Regions from separate parts of the Zea mays genome. Here region 1 is linked to region 2. A link is a contact called in public Hi-C data. All regions are on one chromosome and are shown on one strand. Each heading gives the region's core, a stretch centred on a gene start, on an enhancer-like site or on the middle of the called end of the contact. The rest is flanking DNA. Distances are from core to core; before and after follow the strand shown. Region 1 holds the start of LOC103634602 (NAC domain-containing protein 92). Region 2 holds the start of LOC100191145 (putative thioredoxin superfamily protein).

Region 1 (5,478 bases), core at 2,498-4,997, 150 kb before region 2:
AGTGCATGGTAAAATGTTGGATAAGGAGCATGTAAACTCAGTGGCAGATGTAGGTCCAAGCCATGACTGTAATTCTGCCCGCCACACAAGGATGAACCCTAGCTTGTCAAGTAAGAAGGAAATTTCTTTGGACGCTAGCAGTGGACAATGTGTAAAGCAAATCTACTTGTGACCATTTATCACGCTCAAGGTTAGGTAATTTTGGCCATCATCACAAAGTGTGACAAAATCCCCTTCCATTAAATTGGACCCCACACGTCAAATTCACAGCAAACTAAATTGGTCATGAGGCACATCTTCTGAGTGCCCCATGAAGGTCCGAATCGGTTTTTCTGACAGCGCAAACACATGCTCTGGCAGCATTAGCCGGTCTGAGCTCACAGACCTACGACCCTCCAAGAACCTTGCCCGACGCTTCTTCTCACGATTGCTCCCATCCACACTGCTAGCCACGGCTAATGTTGGCTCCGGCGAACCGTTGCACACCATCGCAACAAAAGGATTGCACGCTCCGTTCTCCTCGCGTTTCCTATCGAACTCTGACACTTCCCAGACATGGATCACGCAGTCTTCCCCAGCACTCGCGAGGTACCGGCCATCTGGACTAAACCTGATGCTCCAGATGGAGCCATCGTGAGCCTGAATCTCCTGGTTCATGAACAGGCCACTGAACTCCTTGTACGACTTGCCATACTGCCTCACCTTAACGCGCACCGGGCCGTGGCGCACGGCTCCAGCGCTGTCCTGGCTGTCGTCTGTGGCCGAGCTGGACCGGCGCCCGCCTTTCTCCGAGCACGTGTCCTTGTCGTCGCTGCTGCGGCGGTCGCGGGAGCTGGCCACCACGGAGCCGACGATGTTCCGGATGCCCCGAAGCCAGCTGCTATGCCGCCGCCGCCGCCGGTGGCGCGTCGCTCCGTTGCTGGAGTCGGAGTCGGAGCGCTAGACGGGGGTGGACGAGCCGGAGCTCGCAACGTTCTCGCGCCGCATGAGCTCCTGGACGATAGGCGAGCGGCCGACGCAGAGGTCAACGAACTCCTCCATGGTGAGCTGCCGGCCCGTGCCGACCTCGCGGAGCTCGGACCCCTCCTTGACCACGAACTCGCTGCCGTCGTCGAGGTTCCGGATCAGACACCTCGGGTCGGCCTCCTCCTCCTCCTCCCCTTCGGGCGTGGCCTCGGAGGAGCCCGGCGACCGCCCTCCCAGCGGCGGCTTGGTCGCCGAGGCCGGCACGGCGCCGCCGTCTGATCTAGATCGGGAGATGGGCGGCGAGGCCGGCGCCGGGCGGACGGGCACAGGCCCGTCGTCGTAGGAGACCGATCGGCCCATCTCGAGGCGCGCCAGGGCGGGGTCCCCGGTGAGCCCCAGCATCTGGAGCAGCTTCCGGCGCCGCTCCTGCACGGGCGCCGGCTCGGACGTCCACACGTCGAGCGCCGCGACAGTTGCGCGGGGGCGGGCGGGGGCACAGCCTTGCCTCTTGTGGACGTGTCCCTTCCAGGGCGGCGAGCAACACGGACGCCAGGTGGGGAGGTGGGGCGGCGAACACGGTCGGTGGCTGTTGCGTGGGGAGGGTGGATTTGGTGAAGCCGGGCGGATCGGAGACTGCGGGGAAGGAAGAGGATCGGACGAGGGTAACGGGGGTGGGGGCAGGGGCCATCCCTCGCATCTCCAACCTCCGGGGCGGGGATCGGGCGATGGGATCGGACGACTGGCGGCGGTGGGGGATCGAGCGGCTGGTGATCGAACGGTTGAAATTGTAGAACAATAGAATGGACGGTTGAGGTTGCAGGATGGCAGAACGGCAGAACGGCAGGAGGCAGACTACTATTACACTCTTAGGGTGTGTTTGGTTTGGCTTTTAGCTTTGGCTTTTGCCCCCTAAAAGCCAAAAGCCAAACCAAAGGTCTGGATCTAGAAAGCAGCTTTTTCTAAAAGCTGACTTTCTCGCAGTGTAAAATTGAAAGCACCCCTGGACCTGCTTTTAGTGGCTTTCGGATGAAACTGTAAAAACAAATATCGAAGAACTTTTAACGGCTTTTAGTGGTTTTTTTAGCTTTTTAACAGCTCACAGCCCACAACAGCTTTTTCCACAGCTCACAGCCCACAGCAGCTTTTTTCACAGCCACAGCCCAACCAAACAGACCCTTAATAAGTAGTACTAGATTTACGGCTGGAAGTCTGGAAGATAAAATCACACGAGGGGAAGGGGAGCAAAAACCCGGTGGATATTTCCAGCCAGATTAGACGAACGTCATAGCTTGACATGCTTTGTCCTCCGCGGCTCCGCTTAAAAAGCGTGGAACTTGATGACGGAAACGCTGAAAAAAAAGGCTTGGGAGAATGGCATGGGACCGAGCCCTGATGGCACTGCGGACGCCGAGCGTGCACCCTTCTGAAAGGGAAAATGGCTCGCCTGCCCTGTCGAATTTTGTGCGCTTTTGGTCCGGCTGCGCCCATACACCGCCGGTGTAGAGCCATCGGCATATATCCTTGCGCAAAGTTCTCGCCGTTGCCTGTCCGTCGTGTGGGGCGTTACGCGCATCCAGTAGACAACGACGAACACAGATGTTCCCAAAAGAGCGCGAGGGACGGAAGCGATCGAGCGAGCACCATTAGCCACGGTCCACGGACGGCGGTTAGGGACGAGACGAGTAGCGCACGACGGCACGAGTAGCGCCTGCCACGGTAATCTGGATTTCTCACCGTTTTCTGGAAAGGAACTGGCTGGGATGAGAGGATATCTGCTCCCCTGTCCGTGTCGTAGCGCCGGGTTGAACTCTTCACGCTGGCATGTGGGGACAGACAGATAGGCCTCCCTGTCGCCCAGCTCCGCACTCGTTTTCAAAGGTCAGAGAAGTAAGCGAAGCTCCTACTGTGATGGTATTTTAAAGGGAGAGCTCTGGGTTTTTCAATTCTCGGCCACATCGTTGCCGCGTTAGCTGTGAACCGGCGAGCGAGTGAATATTCCGCAGGCCAGTGGAGGGGAGCGGGCCATTACGATTAGGACAGGTAATTTGGAGTTAGCTTAGGGCTTGTTCGGTTATTCCCAATACACATGGATTGGATGGGATTGAAAAAATTAAGAAGAGGTTTGACTTGTTTGGGATTCAAACCCATCCAATCTCACTCAATCCACATGGATTGAGAGCTAACCGAACAAGCCCTTAGGTGGGGCAGTCACAGGCACACAGCAGCTACCGGCGGTAAGAAGTGAGGGGAAGGGCCCCCCGGTCCCCGCCGGACGGGGTCCGTCGTCTACAAGCCGCCCTCCGCACGGCTCTCCGCTCCCGGCCCGTCACAGCGTCGATACGACTATAGATGGCCAAAAAGCACGAGGCCCGTGAGCCCGGCACGAAGCCCGCTTTTTGGGCCCGGTCCGAACCCGGCACGGTAGAATAAGCGGGCGGGCTTGGACAGGAAACTAGGCACGGCGGGCTAGCCCGGCACGGCCCGTTTACCTCTAAGCCCGTTAAGCACGGTTTTTTTACACTAAAACGTGCTTACCGGCCCGTTTAGCCCGCTTTTTGGCCCGTTTTTTTCGTGCTAAACGGGCCGGCCCGGCCCGTTTAGGCCCGCTGCGGGCCGGGCTTGGACAGAAAATTAAGCCCGCTGGCACAGCAGGCCCGGCCCGGTTTTTGGCCGGGCTTCACCGGGCCCGGGCCGGGCCGGGCCGGGCGGCCCGTTTGGCCATCTCTAGATACGACCCTGTTCTATATAATGCCGCCCCAGCCCCTCCCTCCGCTCCTCCAGTCCAAGCCCCCTTGCCTTCTTTCTCAGCTCACCTCTCTCTTTCACGCACGCCTCTCTCTCTCTCTCTCTCTCTCTCTCTCTCTCTCTCTCTCTCTCTCTCTCTCTCTCTCTCTCTCTCTCTCTCTCTCTCCTTATCTGTCCTGAGGCAGCCATTTCCTCTTCCGATCGTGGAGAGGCTTGGAGTGGAAGGAGGCTGCTGGTTTTCGGCACGGCGGAGATGTCTGAGGTGTCGGTGATAAACCAGGCGGAGGTGGAGGACGCGGGCGCCGGGCAGCTGATGGACCTGCCGCCGGGCTTCCGCTTCCACCCCACCGACGAGGAGATCATCTCGCACTACCTCACCCACAAGGCCCTCGACCACCGCTTCGTCTCCGGCGTCATCGGCGAGGTCGACCTCAACAGGATCGAGCCATGGGACCTGCCAGGTTAGCACTGCGCGCTACTGCTTGATACGTCCTCACCTCAAAGAGCCAAATAGACCTGCACCTCTTTTTTTTTTGACTTTGTGCTTGTACTAGTAGTACTTCTCTTTCTCTCGGCTGGGAATCATGGCGGCCTAAATTTAACTGGGAAGCTTGCGTTTTGATTTCTCCAGGCAGGGCCAAGATGGGGGAGAAGGAGTGGTACTTCTTCTGCCACAAGGATCGCAAGTACCCGACGGGCACGCGGACCAACCGCGCCACGGAGACCGGCTACTGGAAGGCCACCGGCAAGGACAAGGAGATCTTCAGGGGCCGCGGCGTCCTCGTGGGCATGAAGAAGACGCTCGTCTTCTACCGCGGCCGCGCGCCGCGCGGGGAGAAGACCGGATGGGTCATGCACGAGTTCCGCCTCGAGGGCAGGCTTCCCCAGCCGCTCCCGCGCTCCGCCAAGGTCCGGCCCTCGTGTACTTACTCGTTCCGTCGTTCGGCGTTGCAAGCAAGTCTCCTGCCCTTAATTTCCGGCCGGTGGGCGTGGGCTAACAAGTCCCCTCTCTTCTTTTTCTTGCCGCCTTGTCCTTTTTGTTGCGTGCGGTGCAGGACGAGTGGGCCGTGTGCAAGGTGTTCAACAAGGAGCTGCAGGCGGCGAGGAGCGAGCCATTATTGGCGGCGGCCGGCGCGGCGGAGCTCGAGCGCGTGGGCTCGCTGGGCTTCCTCAACGAGCTCCTCGACTCCGCGGAGCTGCCGGCCCTCGTCGGAGCCGACGTGGACGAGGTGATCGACTTCAAGGGCCCCGCCCCCGCGTCCGTTCCGGACGCGAGCTACCTCCCGGTCAAGATGGAGGAGCACGCGCTGCTGCAGATGCAGCAGTGCCAGTACCAGCCGCCGCCCCCGATGTTCTACCCGAGCCAGTACTTCTCTCTTCCGGCGATGAACTCCGGCCACCTCCCCCCGGCGATCCGGAGGTACTGCAAGGCGGAGCAGCAGGTGGTCTCGGCGCAGACGGCGTCGGTGATCAGCCCGTCCCGCGAGACCGGGCTCAGCACCGACCCCAACGCGGCGGGCGGCTACGCGGAGATCTCGTCGGCGGCGACCCCGTCGTCGTCGCACCAGTTCCTGCCCGAGCTCGACGACCCGGCCCTCAACCTCGCCGACCTCTGGAAGTACTGAAGCCTGGGCGACGATCGACCGGTGGCTGGGCCGCCCACCCGCCCCGGTCACGTGGTCTGGTTGGTTAATTTGCTTGATTTGATTGATTATCTTGGTCTCTTGTGGGATCTGGGGTTGGTGACCGGTTCGCTGATGCGTCCTC
Region 2 (5,092 bases), core at 499-2,998:
TCTGATTTCCCCATTCCGCGGGTGAAGGTGGGCTGCTGAGTACGTTTGTACTCACCCTTGCTTATTTGTTGTTTTCAGAAAAAGGAGATCGGATAAGAGTTACGACTGTTCCCAACCTTGCCTGTGGCTGTTGGACCGCTGATTTGCTTCACTGCGTATATCGGGCTGCTTCAGCCCCACTCTGATGATATGTCCCGAGTTGTGGACCAACTCTTAAAGTTGTTCGCCACCTTTATAGGTTGGTCTCGTTTAAGCAGATCTGGAATCATCTGATGTATAAATGTGTTTACTAGCCTCCTGGGACTAGTAATTGTATCACATTTGAGTCCCAGAGGATTGAGGACGCTTCATACCCCAATGATATATATTGTGTCATCTTTTGCTCCGTGTGGTTTGCCCTCCAAACTACTCTTGCTTTGGCACTTGTATCATGTTAGTACATCTACTCTCTGTGTAATTAATATTTAAGTTTTATATCTTGATTAGTGAATAGGTTGTCTTCTTCATACATATCTTTCACAAGCTACTAGCTGGTTTAAAGAAAATAGCATATTGTAAATTAGAACTGGAGTAGGTAATCAATTCTACATATTTAAACAACTTGAGTGTATTTATAATTTTAAGTTTTGAAAACAATTTTTATAGACCATTCACCATCTACCCACTTAAATCCCATCAACACCAACTATCACGCAATATGTTTTTATCATGTCAGATAAGTTGGCACAACCAAAGAGCCAAAACTAAGAGTGAGGTATTTTTTTCAAATAAAAAGATATTTTTAGAAAATAATATCAGAATTTTACATCGTACCTGGATGTGAGTTGTTTGTACGATCACATGCTGTAAATATAGATCATATACAAAAAAGGTATGAATTTAGGGCGTAAATGCATTTTAATAAAAATAAAATAATAGAATAAATTAAATTTTTTAATTATCGGATAGTTAGAAAAAGATAAAAACAATGATAAAATTTTAGCTCTTTAATATTAATGTTACAGTAATAACAAAATAATAAAAATTGTAGATTTAAAATAATTATTTCCATACTCACCGCATTCTATATTGTAGAAATAACTTTATAAAAGTCTTCATAGCTTGAAGGACGGATTACATGTCACCGAATGTAGCGCTGTTAAGTCTGGAGTTGTATGTTTGAGTCTGAGTTATCTACTAACAATTTAAATAGTCCTTTTTGTGATGATTTTAAATAGTACTGATAGATTTTATTCTGTAACAAAAAAAAGTTATCTGTAGAAGTATTTTTTATCTCATGAACAATATCTTTCTTTTTTTGCTGTATATCAAGACGAGCACGTGTCATCTCTCTCTGCGACTGTGCCCCACTGCCCTCCGCATCCTTGACCAAAAGATTACATTTCTGCCACGAGTCCCCGCGGAGCTACGTGCACCACGCGCGCCTCCCGATCCCCACGGCCGCGTGACATGTGAGCCCCACAATCGTTTCTTATTCTTATCCAGAATATATATATCCATTCCGGAATTTTTTTCAGCGAGCGGGGGAGAAACTTCCAGAGTTTGCAGTCCACGTGGCGAACAAAGGGAGACTGTGAGGTGCATCGGACGACAGTGAGTAGTTCTCGTTAGGGGTGGAGAGATAATTAGATGGAAGGAGAAATAAATTAAACTGATAAGAAAAAAAAGACGCGGCGATTTTTCGCTCCTCTAATCCGGTTTGCCTTTATCCGTGGGACTTCTTTTTAAAAGGAGCTACTTTCCTTCGCCGCTTCCGCAATCTTCCATTCCTCCTCTCTCCTTCCCTGTGTCTCTCTCCTCGCGAGCTCTTCATCCCTTCTTCCAGCGCGGTTTGGCGATGGCGGCAGCGCAGGCGATCTCGAAGGGGAGCGTGGTGTCTCCATGCGGCAATCGAGCGGCGCCGGGCTTCCTTGCCAGGCGGAGGGGTGCCGTGGCGGCGCGGATGGCACCGTCAGCGGCGCGGATCGGGGGCTTCTGGAGGAAGAACGCGTTTCCTGGCGGGAGGCTAACCCTGAGGACGAGGAGATCCAGGGCCGCGTCACCGACGCAGGTGAATATTCAGGATGTGCTAGTTATCACAGGCTTTTCTCTCTCTATTTTTTCGTAGTTCACGTGTATCTTAATTTTTTCTTCGAAGTTTTGCGATTAATTTAGTTTTTATCCCATCCGAAAATCATTTTAGTTTTCTTCTGCTTAGGTTTACTTTTAGCAGTTTCTAGTCCGTTTGACCACCCCGGGGGAGTTTTCTTTGATTCCGGAGCTTTAATTTTATAAATAAAAAAAGAAACTGGATTTTCATCTATAAAAATTAAAAATAAACTGGAACGATAAAGACTAATATGATCTGTTTTTTTTTTGGTTCGGTTCCTCAGATGAACATGAACCTTGCGCTTGGGAAATCGATGAGGTGGTGGGAGAAGGGGTTGCAGCCCAACATGCGTGAGATCGAGTCCGCCCAAGACCTTGTCGATGCTTTGACCAACGCCGGCGACAGGCTCGTCGTCGTCGACTTCTTCTCTCCTGGCTGCGGCGGCTGCCGTGCTTTTCACCCCAAGGTGAGGGGAAAAAGTATAACGAATTCACGTTGCATGATATTCTTCATATATCCGAGAACTTTCGAGAAGATTGTGTCTTTTTTAAGGAATCTATTTCGTGCAGATTTGTCAATTTGCGGAGCAGAATCCAGATGTGCTGTTCTTGCAAGTGAACTACGAGGAGCACAAGTCTATGTGCCACAGCCTTCATGTCCATGTCCTACCCTTGTTCAGATTCTACAGGGGAGCACAGGGACGACTCTGTAGCTTCAGTTGTACCAACGCAACTGTAAGATCCGGATCCGATCAGCTCCTCAATAACATGCAACGAACCCAAAATGATCTATATTCATTACTAGTCACCCTCTTGGAGCTAAATCTCGTTAATAAAGTTGTGAATCCGGGTAGAGCTTGTTGGCAACCCAACTTCAGTTTTGGACCCAAATGGCTAATTTTGCTCCTATACTTGCAGAATATGAGAGGCAAAGAATGACCTTTTAATTTGAATGGAAAAGAATGGCCATTTAAAGTTAGTGAATTTGGATAGAGCTTGTTGACAACCCAACTTTAGTTTTGGACTCAAATGTTAGGTTTGTTCTGATACTTGCAGAATATAACAAGCAAAGAATGACCTTTTAAGTTGAATCCAACTGGCAAAGAATGACCATTTTAAGTTTCCCCTAGCAGTTCATGCAATATTGCAACACTTAACTGATAGGATAGAAACATTTTCCCTCACGAACCCAACTGGATGTTGTGTGATTGATTTCCTGGCTATTATACAATTTTAGCTATACTTGGGATTGCTGTTGGGTGTTGGCTGTGATCACCCATCTGGACTAACGGGAGTGTTATTTCCAAATGCAGATTAAGAAGTTCAGGGATGCACTTGCGAAGCACAAGCCAGATAGATGTAGCCTTGGCCCAACCAGGGGGCTAGAGGAATCTGAGTTATTAGCCTTGGCGGCAAACAAGGACCTGCAGTTCACCTACGCGAAGCAGGAACCAGAACTGATCCCCAGGGGAGATGCTCCTGGGGAGGTCGTTGCTCCCGAGCCTGCAAAGCTTCCTGCGGCTCCAAAGCCTTTGGTCAGGCTGGGGTCCGAGGAGAGGTCAGGCTGGTCTCGTCAGGAAGATGAAATGCATATGAGGTTATCATGAGGATGATTAGATGCTTCCGTTCTGTATAGTTCCGCGGTTCTTGGTGTGTACAGGTTGTAGCTTCCCATGGTAGCAGAGTGCAGGCTAAGATTTTTTACATGTGAAGCCTGCCCGCCTGTCGTCCAGTAGTTTAGCTCGGTTGGATTAGCAGTACCAATGAGCGGTGTTGTGGAGCTCTGCCTTGAGGAAATCGTGTGGTAGATGTATGGATGATTCGTCTACATGCTATTTCGTCGAATTCTGTAGATCAAGTGGATGTGTAGCTCTTGTTTCATTTCCCCTGTAGCGTTGGGATCTGTCCGTCGCAGAACAGAATAATCGATCATGCCTTATGTTGTGCCAGATATTGTGGTGCTTAGAGATCATTGTTTGTTGTGATAATATTCGAGTCCGTGACTAGTTTCCTTATGTTGTATCAGACACTGTGGTGATCATTGTTGTGATAACATTTGAGTTTTGTGGCTAGTTCCTGCCTTGCCTTCGGGGCAGGGAACGGCCGATTGAGAAACTGGTGATGCTTCAATAGCGTTGTTGTGATCTTCCAAAGGGTCTTTGTGATGGAATAAGAAATATGAGGCTTGCCTTTAATGAGAGACTATATGCTCATAAACTCCAAATAAAAGTTTTTCTTCTCTACAACTTAAATAGTTTCCTCTAAATATAGAGGACACTCATTCGTCAACTAAAATATGTATTGTCATCTATACATAAGACTTTATTTTCTCTCCTCTATGCATCTTTATATTTTAAATAATATATTAAGTAAAACTAAAATATATATATAAGACATTTGTGGGTGTGACATACATACATATAAATAACTGAAATAAAATATGTTCCTAATACGAGTTCAAGGTATAGATGACGTTGTTAAAGGGAAATAGGATATAGTGGATGGATTTTTTTAGAGAAATCTATAAAAGCCAAATATACCGATATAGAGAATACCCTAGAGCATATCAATTTCGGTGGGCCCATGAACCTTGCTATGTTGGCACGGCAAGGTTGGCGCCTTCTTTTGAGCCAGTGCTTTTTGTGTGCTCAAATCTTCCGTGCTAAAAGTATTTGCCAAGTGGATAACTTCTTGTCTGTTATCGAAAAACCAGGTGGTTTCTGTTCACGGAGAAGTATTGTTCGCACGGCGAAAGCACTCAAAGGTGGTATGCTTGGGGTTTCGATGGAGACGGGAGAGGGCATTGTTTTCTGAAACGTAAAATGGTGAAAAACGACAGATAGCGAGGTCCATAGTAGAACAAATCCAAAGCGAGCTTTTGGAGTCAAACTCAGCAGAGAATATGGTGCTGGATATATACCCTATCTCTAGAGCAAGGGGAAATGGTGAAAGTGATAGGTCGTCTTTGGGCATATATGGTGGGATGCACGCAATAAAGCAAACG

The links. A called contact is a pair of places that touch in the nucleus more often than the background predicts.
Region 1: a contact with region 2 is called in a Hi-C map of bundle sheath, with 3 times the contacts expected there. The contact joins the promoter of LOC103634602 here to the promoter of LOC100191145 in region 2. A contact is called at or near these places in 3 of 25 Hi-C or Micro-C datasets (bundle sheath, endosperm and leaf).

What each region holds. Positions count from the first base shown.
Region 1 is chr1:53,480,024-53,485,501 of Zm-B73-REFERENCE-NAM-5.0, reverse strand. It overlaps LOC103634602 (NAC domain-containing protein 92), which reads left to right and starts at 3,747. Exons shown (of 3, transcript XM_008657013.3): 1 at 3,747-4,172; 2 at 4,343-4,620; 3 at 4,767-5,478. The coding sequence starts at 3,965. The coding sequence ends at 5,336. It also overlaps the pseudogene LOC109943619.
Region 2 is chr1:53,327,892-53,332,983 of Zm-B73-REFERENCE-NAM-5.0, reverse strand. It overlaps LOC100191145 (putative thioredoxin superfamily protein), which reads left to right and starts at 1,748. Exons shown (of 4, transcript NM_001136581.2): 1 at 1,748-2,050; 2 at 2,373-2,555; 3 at 2,659-2,823; 4 at 3,402-4,200. The coding sequence starts at 1,838. The coding sequence ends at 3,695.